2 separate regions of the Gossypium hirsutum genome follow, and region 1 is linked to region 2. The links are chromatin contacts, called in public Hi-C maps. All regions are on one chromosome and are shown on one strand. The core of a region is the stretch at or near the end of the contact, and the rest is flanking DNA. Distances in the headings are between cores, read along the strand shown. Region 1 holds the start of LOC107921419 (probable BOI-related E3 ubiquitin-protein ligase 2). Region 2 has its middle 16 kb from the start of LOC107922327.

The links. Hi-C and Micro-C count contacts between places; a contact is called where the count stands out from the background.
Region 1: a Hi-C map of leaf shows a contact between it and region 2, with 4 times the contacts expected there. The contact joins the promoter of LOC107921419 here to the enhancer-like site in region 2. A contact is called at or near these places in 13 of 34 Hi-C or Micro-C datasets (callus, fibers, hypocotyl and 2 more).

What each region holds. Positions count from the first base shown.
Region 1 is chrD01:17,130,464-17,133,910 of Gossypium_hirsutum_v2.1, reverse strand. LOC107921419 (probable BOI-related E3 ubiquitin-protein ligase 2) reads left to right here and starts at 1,429. Exons shown (of 2, transcript XM_016851272.2): 1 at 1,429-2,204; 2 at 2,311-2,973. The coding sequence starts at 1,959. The coding sequence ends at 2,835.
Region 2 is chrD01:17,088,291-17,091,259 of Gossypium_hirsutum_v2.1, reverse strand. No RefSeq gene overlaps it. Among protein-coding and RNA genes, the nearest start is that of LOC107922327, 16 kb to the right of the region's middle. Within about 2 kb of position 1,454, at least 6 of the 9 cell types and tissues checked have an H3K27ac peak or open chromatin away from gene starts, as enhancers often do. A contact at or near this core is called in fibers and leaf, where this site is marked.

The sequences.
Region 1 (3,447 bases), core at 180-2,679, 43 kb before region 2:
GCCTAAAGAATTCTTCAAAATTTTTTACACACAGATACAACGAATTTATTTTGCTCTTCAAAATTCTTCCCTTTATCTCTCCAATTTTTCAAACGTTTCGGTGATAGAAGAATGCAAAGTTTGTTTGTTGATCACTGCAGAAGTGCTACTGTTTCGATCATTTTATTGTTGTATCTTGGAAGACAATTGACCAACGTGTCTCCAAGTATCATAGGAGAGGCCGAATCTGTCTTAAAGAAACTGTGAAAATATGCCTCAATATTTAGTAAAAATCAATTCCCTTATTCAATTTCTGTTTTTCAAAAGCTTATTTATTTAATTGTTTTATTTAGATCTACTCATTTTTTTAAATATAAATATATTTGTTTATATTATATGTTCAAATCTTGTATTTAATATAAATTATTTATATTTATATTTATTCGCGTGTTTTGTCCAACAATTTCATCCTCAAATTCTAATATTTTCTCACATAAACTCACTGACCTCCCCTTGTGCAAGTGGTATTGGAAGGACCATCGCTCGGAGAAGTTACTGCCAAGCGAAGTCGTTATATCAGTATGAAACTAGCCCTTTCTGAGATTTTGATGTAGCTCTCATTTAGCCATTGCACAAACGAATCTGCAGCAGCCACCGCGTCCTCCGTCTCAAATGCAGTTTACCAGCGGGCAATGTGATTGCATGAAAGAGGTAACATGCTGCGCTCGCGGTTAAAACGTTGTGTGGCATTGTTTGTCAGTAAATCACCACAAATTCTCTAGAAAAGGTTTTTGTTGTTCATCAACCGACCGGCTACAATCACGTCCAGTACTCTGAAGATAGGTTTATCATGGTAGGCGCAGGCATGAGGCCCCCAGGTGTTCGCATATTGAATGCGGTGGCGAATGGCCGATGCCCAGGTATTTGTTGAAAGTTGACAAAAAGCCCATCTAGGCGTTATCATTTTAAATTATATTTTTAAAGATTAAATTGATATCCATGAGTTAAAAAGGTCTAAGCAACGCAACCGATGCTTCCTGGATCCTGGTGCCCCTAGGAGACTGGTAGTTGGGTTTACTATAGATGAGGTGACGTTTCTGGCCCATACCACCAGTCTCGACCACACTAGCCCATTAATCCAAGGGCTGACACATGGCACCAGACTAACCTGAAAACTGCATTTCAGAACTCTTCATACCCCCCCCCCCAAACACAAATCGCAATTTGCAGACCTCTGCATGGAAATTGTCGTTTTGAAACCTACCACATAAATACAGCGAAGGTCATTAAAAAGACCGTAAAATATGAGCATAATTAAACTCCAGTTAGAAGATGAGTTTCTTTTTTAAAAAGGATAAAATTAGTGATAAAAGAAGTGGGTTTTATTTATTGTTTCATTAGAGGATATGAAAACAACAGCTGACTGGAAGAATTAATGGGAACTATTATTCAGCCTTTTCCAATGACCAAAAAACTGACAAAATTCACCAAATTTCTGATTCCTTCGCCTCTATTCTATAACGTCTGACTCTTTCACGTCCCAATCCAGTGAATTTCCCTTTCAAAACCCACACATTTTTCTTTTTTCCTCTTTGTGAAAATCTCTTGAGCCGATACCTGTGTGACTTGCTGTCACAAAATCTGAATGTGTACGTCGTCGTTGTATCTCTCTCATAAGATTTTTGTCGGTTTTCCCACTCTATTTATAACCATCCACGGGTATCCTCCGCGATGGTCTGTCTATTTTCAGTTACACCAGAGAACCCAAACCAACAAACAAGGCAAAGGTTATGCCGATTAAGAAATAAGTCTTAAGGAGGGCCTCATCTTTTTTTCTAGCACTAAAACCTACCCCATTTTCATATCCTTCATGGTTACCAAGTAAGTGAATTTACAAAGGGACAAGGGGGATCCTTTTTATTTTTATTTCTTGTAATGATGCTTTGCTTCGTTTTGATCAATACCTGGCGATAGTTATTATGGCTGTTCAAGCACAGTTGTGTCGTGAAAATATGGGTGTGCCTTTGCCCATGTGTGGCCTTCAGGATTGGATGGTAAACCCTGCACCTGCTGCTCCTTCATTCCAAGCTGGTTCTAGTCTTCAAGACGTTCCTTTTCATCCGCATCAAAACGCTCAGAACTTGGTTCCCATGGCAGTTTCTCAACCTTTAGATGCTCAACTGGAGATTCAAAGGCAGGAAATTGATTGCTTTCTTCAATTACGGGTAAGAAATCCATCATATCCTTTGTGTTTAACTGTTTTATTCAGGGTTTCAGTTTCACTGAAAATTCTTATTTTTCGTGTCATATATCTGGGCTTGGAAAACTCAGAATGAGAGGCTAAGATATGTATTACGAGAGCAAAGGAAGCAACAACAAACCATTCTGCTAAAGAGTATGGAATCAAAGGCCTTGTATTTGATGAAGCGAAAAGAAGAAGAGTTGGCACGAGCAACAAAGAAAAAGATGGAGCTTGAAGCCTGCTTAAGAAAAGTGGAAATGGAAAGCGAGTCATGGCAAAGACTTGCAAAAGCAAATGAAGCGAAGGTTATGGATCTAAACAAAAGACTGGAACAAGTGAGAGAGAGCCTAATTTGGGTCAGCAGTTCAGCTGAAGATGAAGAATCCTTTTATTATGGTTCGTGCCACAGAGATGAAGAAGAAAGAGACAATAACGTTCAAGAAGAAGACAGCAAGAAAAAGATGGCTTGTAAGCACTGCAACACTAGGAGCTCATGCGTTCTGTTTTTACCTTGCAGACACCTTTGCTCCTGCAACTCTTGTGAAGCATTTCTTGTTTCTTGTCCTGTCTGTGGATCTGAGAGGGAGGCAAGCATTAAGGTGTATTGGGTCTAACTCTTAACTCTTGCAACACTAGGAGTTCATGCGTTCTCTTTTTACCATGCAGACATCTTTGCTCCTGCACCTATTGTGAAGCATTTGTTGTTTGAAGGAGGCAAGCATTAACGTGTTTTGGGTCTAACTCTTACGTCTATGGTTTTGGGAGAAGCACACTTGTTCATAGGTGAACCGTCATCATGTGTTTTCGTTTGTATTTACTTTACTTACAGTAGTGGTTTGGTGAGTTCCGAACAAAAGAAAAAGATTGGTTTGGTGAGTATCTTTTTCAATTTTTACCTTTTCTGGGCTAATTACACTTTTCCTGATTCAGATTGCATCCAAAAGGAAATTATAAAATACATAATTCTTTTAAAAGCCTAGATTTCTTTAACGAGATATTGATTTAGGTTCACGAGAAGTGACAGCTCGCTTTAAGTTTAACAGTGAACCTTTTTTTTGTTTAACTGGCAGAAAAAAAGAAGATTTGATAGCTAGGTTTGGGAACTTTCCACCGCCATTAATGGTTTTTTTCTTTCTTCTTTTATCCAATGAATTATCAATTGAAGTGACAAGCTGTTAAAAGAGTAAAATGAAAATATAGAAAATTACAATTTCACTAACCTATAA
Region 2 (2,969 bases), core at 205-2,704:
GTCTGAGGAGACGTGGGAAAGCAAATACTAGATTTTCCATGCACAGGCTTCCAAAGAGGAGACGTGGTAATCATATCCCAATGTTGTTAGATTCTGATGGGAGGCCATGTACTGATCATAACGGGATATGCTCTATTGTTCATCATTACTTCGTTAATCTTTTTTCTACTTCTAGCGGCTCTGGCTTTGCCAAGTTTGATGCTTTGCAGCTTTGTGTGACAAATGAGGATAGTGTTCAGCTTATGGCATTGTTCAGCATTCATGAATTTCGAGATGCTGTGTTTAGTATGCACTCGGATAAGGCGTCGGGTCCTGACGGTATGAGTCTGGCTTTTTTTCAACAGTTTTTGGTCGATTATTGGAGATGATATCTTCACTCAATGTTGTTCTTGGCTTCAGAATTGTTTCTCAATTTTCTAAATAATAAAATTTTGGTGATGATTCCTAAGAAAGACAAACCGACCTCTATGACTGATTTACGCCCAATTTCCCTGTGTAACGTATAGGATAGTTGCTAAGGTCCTTGCAAACAGATTGAACGTTATTCTACGGGGAATCATCTCTGAGATGCAATCGACTTTGTTCCAGGTCGTTTAATCACTGACAATGTCATGGTGGCTTTTGAGTTGATCCATCATATGAGGAACAAGAGCAGAGGAATAAAGGCGAGGTTGCGCTTAAGCTCGATGTTAGCAAGGCCTATGATAGGGTCAATTGGGGCTTCTTAAAATATATTCTACTTAATTTGGATTTCAGTGTGGCATGGGTTAAATGGATTATGCTCTGTGTCACAACAGTCCAATACTCGATTTCTTTCAATGGTAGCGAGGTTGGTCCGATTCTACCGCATAGAGGACCGGGACAAGGTGATCCTCTTTCCCCTTATCTTTATATTATTTGTCCAGAGGGTCTTAGTTATCTTCTTCTAAGGGTCAAAGTGAGGGGTGATATTCATGGTGTTTCTGTTTGCCCAGGGGGTCCGAGCATATCTCATATGTTTCTGGTGGATGATAATTTTCTTTTTTTTTTTCAGGCGACAGAGTGGGAGGCCTGTAATATTAAAGATATTCTGGGTTAGTACAAGGAAGCATCGGGGCAAGCAGTTAATTTTCATAAGTCTGTGATCATGTTCAGCTCTAATGTTGTATCTAGTGTTCGGGCTTTGCTTTGTTCGATTTTGGGGGTTTTGGTGCCTTTGAACCATGGACGATACCTTGGACTTCCTTCTTTTGTGGGGAGAAATACGAGTCAAGTTTTCACGTTTATTAAGGAGAAGCTTTGCAAGTGTATTTTTAGCTGAAAGAACAAGGTTCTGTCTAAGCTAGGCAAGGAGGTGGTTATCAAGAATGTGGCCCAAGCATTGCCGGTGTTTTGTATGGGCGTTTTTTTACTCCGGTTACCACGCGTGACACTTCACAAAGAATTATGATTCTTTTTGGTGGGGAGCGGATGGGTCAGACAATAGGAAACTTCATTGGGCTTCATGGGATAAGTTGTGTGTGCCGAAAAAGGGTGGTGGTATGGGCTTTCATAATTTGCGTTATTTTAATCTTGCTTTACTTGGGAAGCAGGCGTGGTGCCTTCTTTCGAATCCGAATTCTTTGTCAAGCCATTATTTCAAAGCTAAGTATTTCCCTCACTGTTCTTTTCTTGAAGCGTCGGAGAGCAGCAACCCGTCATATGTTTGGCGGAGTATTTGTGCAGAAAGGGGACTTGTTAACAGGGGATCGTGATGGAGAGTGGGGACGGCTTGACTATTGAAGTTTTTAATGATCCTTGGCTATGTGAGAATTGCGGTTTCTTTGTGCAATTGATGCCACAGCCTGACATGGAGGACTTGAAAGTGAAGGAGCTATTTAACAGTGGGGAGGAGGAGTTTATCATTGGTATCCTTACACCTGATTCAGCTCGAATTATGAAGTTTCCTGTCAACCTTGTGAAGTCGCCGAATTGTATGGTGTGGCATTTCAACACCGATGGGAAGTATAGTATCAAGACTGGCTATAGAGTTGCGCTTCAAGATTTTTTTGATGTCCAACTTAATATGATAAGGGGTCTTGCTTGAGGATTTGGAACAATTCCATACCCCAAAAGTACGTGAGTTTGCATGGCGATGCATGAGACAGTTTGTTCCACACAGGGAACGACTTCCTGCTAAAGATTTAAATGTTATACCAAACTGTTATAGATGTGGGTCATCGGAAAGTATAGAGCACATTCCTTTTTATTGTACTAAAGCCCGAGAAGTGTGACAGCTTGCTGGCCTACAGGCTCCTTTTTTGTGTAGGGATTTTATCACGGCTTGTGTCAATTTACAGGACGAGGCGAGGAGGGATCGATCACTCACTCTAATCTGATTCATTTGGTTCTGTCGCAACCTTTGGTAGTGGCAACAGAAAGATGTCTCAGTTTCTCATATTGTGTATTTAGCTGCAAGCCTGCAACATTTTTGCAGAACTAGTACGATTCGTCAGATTTTTGGTAATACTCGAGTACCGAGAAATCCGACCATTCTTGAGGTTGTTCGATGGTCTAAAGCCCAACGAGGCTGACTCAAGTGTAATGTAGGTGCTGCAACCTTTTCGGATTCAGATTCGACGTCTTTTCGCTGCTGTTCTTAGAAATGATACTAGTCAGTTCATTATGGCCTATTCCAGTTATGTGACCACGACTATGGAGCCCCATTTTGGTGAAGCGTTGGCCATTCGGAAGGTTCTATCATGGCCCAAAGGTTTGCGCCTTGATCGGACTATCATTGAGACAGATTGTTTACGAGTAGTGAACTCTTTGCATGCTCAAGATATTGATGTCTCTGAATTTGGTTTGTTGGTTCAGGACTGCCGAAATGTTGCTTCTCATTTTCAACATTAGTCATTCTGTTGGACTCGTGAGGAAGCTAATAAAGCTACTCATTCGCTTGCTCGGGTAGTTTCATTGTATGCGAACCACATTGAATGGAGTAAACAGTC